Regions from separate parts of the Mus musculus genome. Here all the other regions are linked to region 2. A link is a contact called in public HiChIP or PLAC-seq and capture Hi-C data. All regions are on one chromosome and are shown on one strand. Each heading gives the region's core, a stretch centred on a gene start, on an enhancer-like site or on the middle of the called end of the contact. The rest is flanking DNA. Distances are from core to core; before and after follow the strand shown.

What was found. HiChIP or PLAC-seq counts read pairs in DNA pulled down with a chosen protein or histone mark. Capture Hi-C pulls out chosen DNA fragments and counts their contacts.
Region 1: an HNF4G HiChIP or PLAC-seq map of pancreatic cancer cells shows a contact between it and region 2. The contact joins the promoter of Pak6 here to the promoter of Ccdc9b in region 2. A contact is called at or near these places in 19 of 39 promoter capture datasets (the 3T3-L1 cell line, 3T3-L1-derived adipocytes, the C10 cell line and 13 more), 1 of 15 datasets of contacts at CTCF or cohesin (large pre-B cells), 6 of 484 Hi-C or Micro-C datasets (the G1E-ER4 cell line, the N1E-115 cell line, cerebral cortex and 2 more), 11 of 115 datasets of contacts at active chromatin or transcription factors (acute myeloid leukemia, embryonic basal ganglia, embryonic forebrain and 4 more) and 4 of 9 other capture datasets (adipose tissue, embryonic stem cells, liver and 1 more).
Region 3: a contact with region 2 is called in a capture Hi-C map of macrophages, with 5 times the contacts expected there. The contact joins the promoter of Ivd here to the promoter of Ccdc9b in region 2. A contact is called at or near these places in 26 of 39 promoter capture datasets (the 3T3-L1 cell line, 3T3-L1-derived adipocytes, the C10 cell line and 20 more), 41 of 484 Hi-C or Micro-C datasets (B cells, the C10 cell line, the C2C12 cell line and 30 more), 27 of 115 datasets of contacts at active chromatin or transcription factors (the 230-238 cell line, the SCID.adh cell line, SST interneurons and 21 more) and 4 of 9 other capture datasets (adipose tissue, liver, macrophages and 1 more).

The regions. Positions count from the first base shown.
Region 1 is chr2:118,661,283-118,665,924 of GRCm38.p6, forward strand. Pak6 (p21 (RAC1) activated kinase 6) reads left to right here and starts at 2,295. Exons shown (of 11, transcript NM_001033254.3): 1 at 2,295-2,741; 2 at 3,501-3,584.
Region 2 is chr2:118,760,922-118,765,177 of GRCm38.p6, forward strand. Ccdc9b (coiled-coil domain containing 9B) reads right to left here and starts at 1,740. Exons shown (of 11, transcript NM_001001982.2): 1 at 1,585-1,740; 2 at 724-837; 3 at 368-475. The coding sequence starts at 1,731.
Region 3 is chr2:118,860,134-118,864,932 of GRCm38.p6, forward strand. Ivd (isovaleryl coenzyme A dehydrogenase) reads left to right here and starts at 1,861. Exons shown (of 12, transcript NM_019826.4): 1 at 1,861-2,034. The coding sequence starts at 1,888. It overlaps Gm39913 (a long non-coding RNA gene), which reads right to left and starts at 1,721. Exons shown (of 2, transcript XR_866660.2): 1 at 866-1,721.

The DNA of each region.
Region 1 (4,642 bases), core at 1,045-3,544, 99 kb before region 2:
TTATGCTTTTCAGTGAACTGGAGAAGATGATTTCTATTGTCTTGCAGGATGTGGCGTCATCTCTCTCTGGTGTCAGTGCCATTCTTCCCCCACAGAGAAACAGATACAAATTTTAATTCTTATTTTATCATTACGTGTATGTGCGTGTGTGCACATGCATGTGCATGAATGCCAAAATGCACATGTGGGGGTCAGAGGACAACTTCTCTCCCTCCACCATGGGCTCCAGCGTTCTAACTCAGGTTGTCGGGTTCAAGTGGCTGCCCTTTTACCCACTGAGCCATCTTGCTGACCTGACTCCATCCTTGGTCAGGGTCCAGCAGTTATTTGGCTGCATAAGAAAGTACCATCTGATATTAGTCAGTCCCCGATTTGTGAGCTTTCTATGGCTTCCATTTTTTCTGATCATAAACAATACTAATATATATGGAGAGAGAGAGAGATATCAGATTCGATGTAGGCCTAGAATGCTTTACATAGCCTAGGCTATCCTCAAACTAACAGTAACCCTCCTACCTTAGCCCCCCCCCCTCCAGTGCTGGAATTACAGGTGTGATCCACCATAAATTTGCTTCTGACTTAACTTGCTTCTGTCTGCTTTTAGAGCCTACGTGGACCGTTTATAATTGTTTCCTCACGATGTTATTTTGAAGGGCAAAAAGGAAAGACAGAGTTCTCTAAAACTGCCTACCTAGTTCAAGGGAAGACGTTTCCTGTTGGCCCCTGAGTGACGTTTGTATGTGGATTTTGATGTCCCTCTTGTTGGACACTGATGTTGTCCCTGTGTGCAGTCTGAGACCTTTGCACAGGCAGTGACTGGGAGTCCTGGTTTTAGAAGATTAGCTTGGTGACTAGGTAGATAAGAATGAGCAATAAATGACATAGGCCAACGGAGAAGAATGCTGATGTTTACCAAGCTCTCGGATGGACAGTCCCTGGCCGGGCAGCTTTGTCTACGGAATTCCCATAATCCTGGGAGGCAGGTGAAATTGTTTCCATTTTATAGATGATGACACTGAGGTTCAGTTGATTAAACAGCAGGCCAGAGTCACTCAATTAGTGAACAATAGAGCTGAGATGTGAGCTCAAGACTGAAAATTCAGAGCTCAGGGAGTTAGCCACATTTTAAGAATGAATGTTCAAAAGTGATGTGAATACTTTAGTGCCCCCTTGGGTAGTTAGAATCAGAAGACTTCTAGCTTTCTCGTGGCAGTACTTGTGGGTCTAGGAACACGTGGTGGGCAGTGTGGGCTGGACTGTTCACAATGGGGCAGCTACCACATAGGTTTGAGGTCAGCCTTCAGCAGAGTTTAGAGGAAGCCACAGAGAGATTATGGAATGATGCCTGGGAAAAGGGAAAAGGCAAACAATTGGCTAAGACGGGAATTTGGGCACTTCCCAGATGGACATGAGAGAAAATGACCAGTGAAGGAGGCAGGAGGCTCAAGACAGTGAGGGAGGGGCCATGCTTACGGAGTGCTCTTCAGGGAACCAGCAGGTGGGCATCCTGAGTCTCCTTTCCTCCCATGCAACTGTTTCTAGTTGTGGGAGGGGCGATGCTGGAGCAGGGGAGAACAGAAAGATGGTACCCACAGAGCTGAGTACCCCACCCTCCATCCTCACCCTTTTTGCCCTTTAGGACAAAACCAGATGAGAACGTGCAGCCCAGGTGTGGCCACGCCTGCCAGGGCTGAGACCCACAGCTGCAAACCTGGGGCGCGGATGGGAAGGGGGTTAGGCTTGGCTGTGAGCCAAGAAGGTCTGGTTTCTGGGGAACAACGGTGAGGTGAACTACAGTAGGCTCCTCTGAATCCCACCCCTCAGTCTTTTCTCTCCCTCCTCCCCCTCAGCAAAGGAAAGCAGTAAGAAACGTGTTTTTTTATAAATAGCTCCAGCCCCAGCTGATTTGTAAATTCAGTGGGTTTTTTTGTGTCAATGACATCACCCTCCTCCCCATGGCAACCCCCGACGATATCAAAATTGCCAGGCAACGTTGGAGCTGCTCGCGCCCTACAGGAGCAGGTCGCTGCCTGAGATTCTAATGGAGAAATCCCAAAGTGAGCTGGGGTGCACGGTGGAGGAGGGGTGCGCCGCGGCCGGGGCTGCCGGGCCCTGATCGATTGACCAGAGGAAGGCGGGAGCGGTTGTCGCTTGCTCCGCAGCTTGAACACACCGGGGGCTCCACGGCCAGCTCTTCCTGACAGCAGCGGCAGACCACAGCAGGTGGGGGGAGGGCACTGCTCGGTTCCTGACATGCCGGGAGCAGCAAGCAGCCATCCAGGTGACTAAGCCGGCCCACCGCCACTGAGTCACCCACCCACCCTGGCTTTTCTTCCTTCCCCCTTTGCATCTGATTATTTGGGGAGCTGAAAACTTGGAGGTGTCCCTGAGGCCCGCCCCTTCTAACTCTCCCCGCCCTACCTCGGCTTGGAGGAAAATGGAACTCGCCCGGAAGCTGCCACTACCCCCTAAGGACATGGAAGGCACGGAGGGAGCCAGAGGTGCCCATGGAGAGACCTCGGCTGGCAGAATACAATAGCAGACATGGTGTTCGGGCTGCCCGTGTGTCCTCTGAAGGTTCTGGGAGAGAAGGGGAGTCTAGTCCACACCGACTGGAGTCCTTCTGGGCTGCCTTTGCGCTCACCTCTCAAGGGGATCTTTCTGTAAAAGGAAACGTGTGGCTTCCAGGGTCACTGGTATTTGGAGAGCAAGACTGGATTGGCATAGGCAGGCCTGTGCAGGTAGGTGGCTCTGTACTGGGTGTGGACCCACGTGTGTGAGAGGGTGAGGGTGTGTCACAGTGCGTATGCGCCCAGCCAGATCTGAGGACAGCCGCTGGTCAGCAGAGAGCTGGGATGGGGACCTGACAGGGGTTGATTCTGATCGATGCTGGGCCAGCCTAGTCTTGAGTGCATGTTGGGGAGAAGGGACAGCAAACACGTGGCCTGAGCAGACAGAAGGACAGCTGCCTGCTCGGGCAGGCCCAAGCCCTGGCTGGGACCACAGGACAGAGACGTGGCCAGATGCCAAGGTAGGACGTGGTCCTGAGGCCTGGCCAAGTGTTAGGAACTAAACTAATAGGCATGGGTGTGCAGGTTCATCTCTTGTCTTCCTGACAGCCCTGAGTGCCCAGAGAACACCTTTCTAACAAGGATCTTATCACTCTCCCAGGCAGAGCTGTTCAGCTCCTATGTGTGTCCCTGCTGAGCTCAAAGACACATCCAATGAGCAGGCTACAGGCCGGGGCTCGGCTGGGGGCCACCCTGAAACCCCCTTTCAGGCATGCCCCTATGTGTGACAGGCAGAGGGGTGTGGGCCCCCTACCTCCTCCACACAACTGGCAGGCTTTTAGGCACATTGGTGAGTAAGCTGCCGCAGGCAGGGAGGTTGTGCCCACAGAGATGAGATGACACCAATCAGGGACCTTCTGGGGAAAAGCGGCTGAAAGAGAAAATCACCGGGGTCTTTCTTTTTCTTTCTTTTTTTTTTTTTGCCTAAAGGTAGCACCAAGCTTCTGGGCTCCAGACAAGCACCAGCCTACAGTGGGAGAGGGTGAGGCCCAGCTGCCCAGAAGGAGTGCCAAGGTAAGGTCTCCACTGTGGCAGCAGGTTCTGGATTCTTGAGCTGGGGACAGGGTATCCATTTATTGAGGCCACTCCTCACCTAGGCCAGAGAAGCTAACTCCGTGTTCACAAAAAAAAAAAAACAAACAAAAAAACCAAAAAACCAAAAACTGTGAGCTCTTGGACTAAGGATCCCTGAGGTGACCTGACTGTTGGCCACCCCCTCTTCAGGTAGATTTTGAAACAGCTCGGTGGAAACCAGTTTCTGGCTCTGGGCTTGTTTCTACAGTCCCTGCCTTTGCTTCCTGCTCCTGCCAGACCAAGCGAGGGCCACCAGCACTTCTTCCAAGAAGCCCTTCTCACCTGCCCCTCATGTAGTCATTCTGCAAATATTTATGGTGCGTCCTCTGCCTACTGGGCTCCAGCCCCCACTGGTGCCCTTTCCCTGAACTTAACCTGGCAGACTCTGACTCTGAAAGTCAGCATGAGGCCAGGGCCAGGGGCCTGCCTGGGGGCAAGCTAGTGCTACCCTTAGTCTTGCTTGGGCTTACCACTTCTGCTCAGGATTCTGGGCTGGTGGGCTTCATCAGGCCCCAGGAACTCAAGTCCATGCCCCAGGGAGCAAGGTTAGTGCAGTGTAGCCACTGGTGTAGAATGCCAAGGTCAGAAAATGTTGCATTCCTTCCGGGGAGACAGGGGTGTCTTTCCCTAAGTTGGTTCTGATGAAAACTGAGTTCCCAGGGTGGGCTTGGGAGCTCACCTAGTTAGGATTGGGGGTTGGTCTTTGGGTTAAGAAGGGCCCCGCTCTGTGGGCATTTTTACCTACATTTTTTTTTTCTGGTGATAAGCCTGGGAACTCGCATGACAAGGGCACCAAGGGATTTGGCACCAAAAATGAACCCTTCAAGAAGTATTTGACTTGGGTGGAAACTCTGAGCCCTGCAGGGCATAGGAACTGCATAACCTTTCTGGTGACCCCTCCCCCACCCACATACACTGGGTACATTTGAGATTTGCCAGACACAGGGAAGGTGCAGGCCAGTGGGGTACAGCCTACTCTATGTAGTTTTCCTCAGGAT
Region 2 (4,256 bases), core at 490-2,989:
AAAAAAAAAAAATCCAGAGTATGCAGACAATATGGCCTTATCTCTAAGACACTGATTCTTTTGCTTACAGCCCAGACTTCTCCCTCCTCTGCTTCCTGCAGGGTTTCGGCCTCAGGGTCTGGGGTAAGGAGAAGGCTGTGCTCTGCACATAGGGTTTACATGCAGAGCTGTAGGACTGGGAAAGTCTGTTCAAAGGTTTCTGTTTGGTAGCCTTTCATCTGTGGCCCTTTGGAGAAGATGGCAATAGCTTGGGAGGTCTGTTGTTGCTGGGAGACACCCAGAAAGGCAATTAGGAGAAATGGGATAGTGTTAACACCCCAGGCATGGTCCAGGCCTCAACCCTGCCTGTCTCCAAGGTGAGACTTACACCGGGAACCTGGCTGATGGTGACCGTGAGGCTGTCGGGTTGGAGGAGCCCTGGAGTGGTCACAGCCATGCCCCCCTGCTCCGCCTGCCGACGATCTTCCTCGATCTCCTGTGGGAGGGCCTGAAGTCAGCAAGGCCATGGCCCCCCAGGCTCACAGACACACAGACACTGACAGGCCTACACAGAAAAACACCAATGGGACACCAGGGGGCAGAGGCACCACATCACCAGTGCCCAAGACTTTGATGGGGGCATGGGCTAAGGCCCTCAGAGAGAACCCACTGTGTAAACAGCCTTTTGAAGGTAGCCAGGGACCCCAGCCACAGGAGTCCTCTCAGCCGACACAACACACTCACCTGGTACCTTCGTAGTAAGGCCTGGTTCTTCTTGCGCAAGGCAACTATCCTACGGTCCAGCTCGGCATCTTTTTCCTCATGCCGGCGCATTGTGGACTCGGCTTTGTGGGGCCCCTGTAGAAGGCATGGAACCCAATACAAGGAACGGATTTTAGCCCCAAGCTACAGCACCCAGGGTGAAAGAGGTTTCTTAGGAAGATGGTCTACAGAGGGCCAAACCCCACCCCAGTGAGGCCTGTCTGCCAGTTTGCCTACTGAGGGCTCAGGTCAGGGTTTCATACCCAGGGCCTCGGCTCCCAGCAGCAGGCTGCCCCTCCCCCTGGCTCCCCAGGGGGTTCTGCTGTGAGCACAGTCTGGAATGAGAGTTAAAAATGGCTCTGGCAGCCGAACCTGCCGTGACTGGGAAGCTGCCAGGGGATTCAGGAGGTCGAGGGGGGACACTTTGCCTCCCAAATCTAGAACCACACACACAGAGACAGGCTTTAGCTTGGTTCTGGCCTCCCAGGCACCGGACCCCACTCCCTAAGCCTGTGCCCAGTCCGAAGGAGAGAGCAGCTCCCACGGGCTCCGCGAGCCCTCCAGGTCTGAGCTGCTGACTGATGGGGCAGGAGAACAGCAGGCCCAGCTGGGAGCAACTCTGGGCCGAGCCATGCCTCTGCATCAAGATCTGCGGTTCTTCTCTGTCTGGCTGTGGGGTCTATGTTTTGCTCAGCGCCTTGCCCGGCCCACCACCTGCCTCCTCGTGGCTCTCTTTCTCCCAGGCCCAGCTGCCACCAGCTGTCCCCAGAATGTGGCTGCTTCGTAGCTTAGCTCCCTCCCATCCTCTAGAAGCCCCCCTGCCAAAGAGGAGGTGCCACTCACGGCCAAATGCATGGAAATACCAGGCGCTGAGAGAATTTCAAAACAGCTCCCGGGAGCCAGAGCTGGAGGGAAGCTGGAGCCACCAGAGCCGGCCCTGTCGGCCTCTCCCTGCCGGCTTCTGCTTCGCTGCTCAGCACAAGAGATCATGTTGTGATTACAAAAGAGCGCTCTGGGCTCCCAGCCAGGAACGCCTAGCCGCCACCCCCACCCTTCCACTCGCAGAGGGCGAGGACCGGGGCACCAGCAGCCGGCTGGTCTTGTCTAGCACATATCCCTGCCCTGCCTCAGTGTCCTCGCACAGGAGATCTAGGCACGAAGGGCCCACTTTCACCTGTGATCCTGAGCCCCAGTAAGACCCGCCCGCCTGTGTGTGCCCACAAATGGGATAGCTGGGTCTTCATCCCTCCCACTAGGAGAAAAAGGCAAGAGATGCAGGTTCCACACGATGGCTGACGGCCCTCCCTCGGGGCGTTTCTCTGCTTTCCTGCTGGCTGTCCAGTCAGCGCATTTAAGTCGTTAGATAAGAGTGAGAAACCTCCTCCCCAAGGCCATCTCACACCACCACAGACCCAAAATGCCACTCTCCCCCATTTGGTTTCTGAGCTGGAATGTGCTTTTCTCTGTACTCCAAGCATGGCCACTCCTGGAGGCCTAACTCTCTGGGTCTCCAGACCCCTACCATGCTAAAAGGAGCCTTTCTATGGGGTCCTTAACCCAGCAGAAGCTGGGAACAGTTAGCAGCCCTCTTCCCTTGGGATCCTCTCACAGAGCCCTTTCATCCTGACACTCCCAGGATAACATTTGCAGACTCTCAGATCCCAAGAAAGGACACAGACTCCTTCCCCAAGTAAGTATCTTCACACAGCCGAGGCCAGTCTCTGCCCAGGGGTGCCTAGGTCAGCTTCAGTTCTTATGTGGTCCTGACTTCCAGGCCTTGACATGAGTGTCACAAACTCTGGCATCCCCTATGTCCCTGACTGACCAGGCCTCAGATATTTCCCCTCACCATAATCTACCCCCACCCCGGTCTCTAGCCACCATGCTAAGGCCCTTTGCTGTCCAGGCTCTCGCCCCTGGCCCCACACCCCCATCTCTGCAGCTCCTGAGTTCCCATCCTGCTTGCAAATGCCACTGTGTACCCTCCTCCCTTCCTGCCGGATGTTCCCACTGAGTCAGACTCTTGTCTACTTTCCCAGCAACAGTGACGCACCCGAGCTCCTAGATCTCTCTCTCTCTCTGTCTCCCTCTCCGCTTTTGTCTACACACACATACACACACACACACACACACACACACACACACACACACACACACACACGTACAAGCACACACTTCCTCCACCTTCTCTGCACCCTGCCTCACAAATACTGCTGAGGTCAGCCTTATCCCAGAAACCTCCAGAAGTCCCAAGCTTCCCACTGTAACCGCCCCTGCTACACAGATCGCAGTCCGAGAGGGAGAGAGACCTAATGCAGCCCCCACTCTTTGTAATTTTAGTCCTTGATCAGGTTTAGAAAGGAGGGATGTAAACAGACTACAGAGACGAGGCCAGGTTTTTGTCCTTCTCAGCTTCCACTGCCAGCCAGTGTCAGAGCAGAGGGGTCAGGAGGCACAGGTAGACATCTGGCAACCCTGCAGATAGGATGACCCAGCCCCCTGTAAGAGCTTCAGGAAGATATCCTGAATGTAGACACAAAAGTTTCCCAGCCACCAGGCTGAAGTACCATGTACCCTGAACAGCTCCAAAGACAAGACTGAAGCTCCAGCTGCCGGCCACGTGTTTCCAAGTGTCACTCACAGCTTCTCACGCCCTTGAGCAGACCCCACAAAAACACGGTTTACCAGTCTGCTCTCCCACCGGACAGAGGCAGATTGCTATACTAAGTGCTCTGAGCTTCCCCCATTGCCTGGCCCAGTGCCCCCATGCCGTAAAGCCTCATTGCCTGCAGGATGAGTATGGAATTAGCCAGCACTACACTGTGTCACTGTGGGTACCTGTGCACAGGCTGTAACTGCCTTTCTGACCACTCAGATAGATGGACACAAGCTGAAGAAGGCAGGTGTGTCTCGACGGATCCCTGGAAGAGGGGAAATGCCGGGCTGTGGGAGGGGGCGGGGCTTGAGAATTTCCAGTTCGATATTTCCCAAACCAGGTGTCTTTTTCTCCAAGTCACCACTAGGGGGCAGAAGCATTCCAAAAGCTTGGCTGGCAATTGGAGTGGGGGTGGGGTTTCCTTCAGCCCCCTTTCTCACTATCATCTCCCAAGTCTAGCTCAATCCCACCTTCCAACTCCATCAGAACAGTCAGACTACACAGAGGTAAAAGCTTTATTTTATTGATGAGCCTGACAGGTGTTGTCTCTCATGCAGGCTACCTTACCTGTTTGTACTGCAGACGATACAAAAAGCCAGGGTGCTGGCCTTGCTGTCCCTAGGCCTCTTATTACAGCTACTCCACCAAAACAAGTTTGCTTGCGATGTCTCTCTATGCTCTCTCTTTCTCCTACTAGGGTTGGGCAGGATGACCTAGCCTGGTCTTGGATCACTGCTCTCCCCAGGTGACTCCCTGCACCTTCCCAGGTCACCTGCCAACTCGGGTGGCCACCACACCTTTAGGGCCTACGTCAGATGGACTTTATTGGTAGCATCTGGAAAGATACAGTTGGAGCCAA
Region 3 (4,799 bases), core at 611-3,110, 99 kb after region 2:
GTTCCCTCATTCTGTAGAGGGGAGGCTGAGGAGAGACAGAGCAGCCTTAGCTGTAAAACCCTTCATTACACCCATTCTCTTGTCTCTCAAGAGATCTAGGACAATCTCAAAATATCTAAAGAAGTCACTTCAACCAGAGTAGAAATAAGAGGAATGTGATTTTGTGTGTTTTCATTTTTATGCTTTTACTGGTCTCTTGTAGCCCAGGCTGGCTTTGAACTCCAATCCTCCTGCCTCGGTTTTCCAAAGGCTGAGATTATAGGTGTAGAAGCTGCTCTGTGATTGGTTTTTGACCTATCTTTAGGGAGGGCTCAGAATGCAGCTCTTTCCAGTTGTGGGAGGGGCTAAATTAGAATGTGAGACCAGGTAGGAAAAGTCAGATGTGGTAGGGACAACTAAAAATGAGCATGTGGCTCTGAGTGCTATGCCATATAATTAAGTATGCAATCATTTTTATTATAATTTTGATTGCTGGGGTTGAACCAAAGCCTTGGGTACTCAAGTGGATGCCTTACATCGCACTGTACCCCCTGCCCAGTGAATATGCCTCATGATGACATTGTAGTGGGGAACACTGTTCTCATTTTCAGGTGATAAAAGACACAGCAAGGATCCAAGCAATGTGTTCAAAGCCCCCTTCCTGGACAGAAGTGGAAAGGGGATTAAGAGATAAGAGCCTGGCTCCTGTCAGTCTTTCTTCTTCTGGACACAAAAGACAGATCTCCCCTCAAAGGCACTAAGTTTATTTTAAGCCAATACGAATAACCATGACATGAGCAAAATTCGGGTTGCCCTTAATGACGTACTCCAGTGTGGAATAGCTACAGGATATGTTCTTAGCCACAAAACCAAAGACTGTACTTACCAAAGACCTTGTGCCAACACTGGTCGGTGAGTTACTCCAGGGAAATCTCTGATATTATCTGATGACATACTTAGATGACATACAAGATGTTCTTGGTTTGTACAAGTTAGTAGTCTGCTAAATGAATAAATTCCAGGTGGGTGTTATCCACTTGTAGTGGAAGCACTCGTAAGAGAGAGGCAGGCAGATCTCTTTTGAGTTCAAAGTCAAAAAGTTCCAGGACAGCCAGGGCTACATAGAGATCCTGTCTCTGATTAGTGAACTAATTTAAAATAAAATTTCCTACCTGATGGTCAAGAATACTGGGTCAGTTAGGTGGGTTGGAGATAAACGGCTACTTAAAGGAACTAAAGATACTCAAATATAATTTTGGCTGTGAATCTGCAACAGCCCAACACCCACAATCACAAAGTTCTAATTAGTTTGCAGAATCTTCACTCAAGTGATTTTTTTCAGGGAACCCCAAACACCATTCTTCTCTTCCTGCCCTGTCACCCCAATAAGAAAACGTTCTTACAGAATCCGAGGGCAGAGAATCCTGGGCAACCTCTTTCGCTTAAGGAGGAACCAAAACCTATTACATAACAAAGCAAATTTTGCTGTTTTCAGTCAGTGGGGACTCTAGAACAAAAGATTCTTTAACAGACCTTCACACCTCCAGATCTGTTTGGACAGTTTATCCCTCCACATTAGGCATCTGCGTTGGAGTACTTGCTTTCCCACAAAGATAGTCTTGTGCCGTTCAAGATTAAAATCTTAACACGAGATACTACTATACTTTCTTGTATGCAAGAAAGACACTTAGGAAACAAGTACGGGAGGTAGCCAGCACAGGAGCCAGGGCTGGCTGCCGCCTCTCGGCTGATTGGCTTGCATGGTTGCAAGGGCAGCAAGGCCTTCGGCTGGCTTCCGAGAACGATTGGCTACTGAAGCCCCACCCCCTCCCTGATTGGACAAAGTGTTGAAACTAGGATTGGTGGAGCGTAAGCTAAACCAGTCCAAGCTCCTGGTGCACCGCAGAGATGGCGACTGCAATCCGGCTGCTGGGACGGCGAGTTTCCAGTTGGAGACTGCGGCCATCACCGTCGCCCCTCGCTGTCCCGCGGCGGGCCCACTCGATATTGCCTGTGGACGATGATATCAACGGGCTAAACGAGGAGCAGAAGCAGGTAGGAAGGCCGGCCCCAGGACATGTCCCAGGTCTTACCCAAGTGACTTGTGCCTGCCAGGCCTTGGAAGCGTTTCGTAGAAGCTAGGGAGAGGAACTGCGCGCCCTCTCCCTACTAATATTTGAGGGAGACAGCAAGACAGGGGGATTCCTGGCTTTGAACTCCAGCTAGGAGGAGATAAAAGAGTAAGGACCAAACCTGGAAGACTGGTGGTGTTTGGGTGGGCAGATTGGTTGGCCCTACTTCTAGTGGCTCTCATGAATCTGAAAACACTTACACCCCAACCTGTTCTCTCTCTCTCTCTCTCTCTCTCTCTCTCTCTCTCTCTCTCTCTCTCTCTCGCTCACTCTCGCTCTCCTTCTCCCTCTCGCTCTCCCATTCTCCCCTTCCTTGGGGTCTCAGTATGTATAGCTTTGGGTGGCCTGGAAGGCATTAAACTAGTACTTGAACTCTACTAGTGAACTCTTGCTTTTGCCTCAAGAGTGATGGGATTAAAGGCATGGGCCACCATACCTGGCTTGTAAGCAATGGTTCTCAACTTATGGTTGAAGTTACGCATGACCCATAGCTACCAGGGCAATTTGCTTTTTCAATGGAAGACTTTAAAGAATTCTGAAATGCCATCTTAAGTTTGTTTTCTTCCCCTCTTCAAGGCATAATGCACAAAGCTGAAAAAAAAAAAAAGAGCTTGGTTGCTGGGCAGTGGTGGCGCACACCTTTAATACCAGCACTCGGGAGACAGAGGCAGGTGGATTTCTGAGTTCGAGGCCAGCCTGGTCTACAGAGTGAGTTCCAGGACAGCCAGGGATACACAGAGAAACCCTGTCTGGAAAAAACAAACAAACAAAGAGCTTGGTTAACCTACTCTTATTGCTAGGTTTAACTCTCTTCCCTAATCGAAGCCAATGAATAATTTCCAGGGATGCCTTGGGTCCTGCCTATCTATCTATCTATCTATCTATCTATCTATCTATCTATCTATCTATCTATCTATCTAGATATCTAGATATCTATCTAGATATCTATCTAGATATCTAGATATGTATGTATATGAAGCAACTGCTGTAGATTGCCTAAGAGATTGCTGAGGAGTGATGGTTTCACACACAGTGTGTCTGAGTCAGATGCTATACCAAGGGCAAGTATTGCTATGAATAACCTTAGTGGAGGAAGGGAGTGGAGCCCCTAGGCACCTTCTGGAATTCTAAGAAAGAAAGAAAAGTGAAGAACCAGGGTACAGTTACAATCAAATCAAACCCACACTCCATCAGAGTAAATAACTCAATGTCCAATATCTAGGGTTAATCATGACCTTCTGGGCTCCTCTAAGGGGCTTGAGTCACTTCTCCAGCTCTGCCCTCTACAGCCCACACAGCTTGTCTTCTAAGCTCTGGTAAGCACCACCTCCTGCTGCTGCTGTTCTTGGTGGCCCTCCCGTGGTACTGGTTATCTCCAAAATGCTGGGTCTCTGCTGCAGCTGAGCTGGACTTCTATTAGTAGCCTCTTCTGGGATCTCCTCATGGTGCCAAACTTCTGCTTTTCTGCATGGCCCCTTTAATCCTGGGGCATTAAATGTAATCCATGACCCTTTACCAAGAGCCTGCCTCTCTTGGCTTCTGACAATGTCAAGTCTCAGCTACTCTCTATGACCCATTCGTACCTTTAAAACCAGCAGCACCTGGAAGACTTATGCTTGATCAAGTTCCGCTGTCAGCACAGTGCAGCCTTAGCTATCTCTGTAGCACAGCTTCTGAGTGCTAACTGAGGAAACACCTCCCAGAAGATTTCACCTCAGGGATGCTGGTCTCTTCCCAAACAACACTCATTTCTCAGCTCCAGCATCAATTTCAAAGCTCCAGTTTTGCTGTCAAAGCAAAGGTTTCACTTTAGTGGTTCTGGTCTTTTGTTAATCAGAACTGACTTTTCAGCACTAGCTAATCAGGACCATAAATTCTTAACTCCAAATATGAAATGACCCCAGTAGAGTCTTCGAGTGACTCTCAAACTTCCTTCCAGAACTTCACAAGCCAGGCCTCCATCCTCTGCATTTCTCTCAACAATTTTATGTCCCACAGAATAGCTCACTAAGCTTTGAAAACGTAATGACTTCTAGTTCAAAGTTCCAGAGTCCTTCCACAATCCTCCCCAAAACAACATGCTCAGGTCTATCACACACACTATCCTGGTACCAATTTCTGTCCTAGCTAGAATTATAATTGCACTGACAAAACACCATGACCAAAAGCAACGGGAGGAGGGAAGAATTTGTTTGACTTGCAGCTCCGCATCTTAGTCCATCACTGTAAGAAGTCAGGACAGGAATTGAAACAGCGCAGGAACCTGTAGGCAGGAGCTGATGCAGAGGCCATGGAAGGGTACTACTGCTTACTGGCTTGCTCCTCATGGCTTGTTCAGCCTGTTTTCTCACAAAAGCCAGAACCACCAGGCCATGGATACCGCCCACAACCACCAATGGGCTATACCCTCCCCCATCCATCACTAATTAAGAAAGTGCCCTAGAGGCTGTAGAGACAGCTCAGCTGCTAAGAGCACTGGTTGCTCTTTCAGAGGTCATGAGTTCAATTCCCAGCAGCCACATGGTGGCTCACAACCATCTATAATGGGAACTGATGCCCTCTTCTGGTGTGTCTGAAGACAGCTACAGTGTACTCATATACATAAAATAAATAAATAAATATTTAAAAAGAAAGTGCCCTAATTAAGTCACTTATTAAGAAAAATCCGGAGCTGGAGAGATGGCTCAG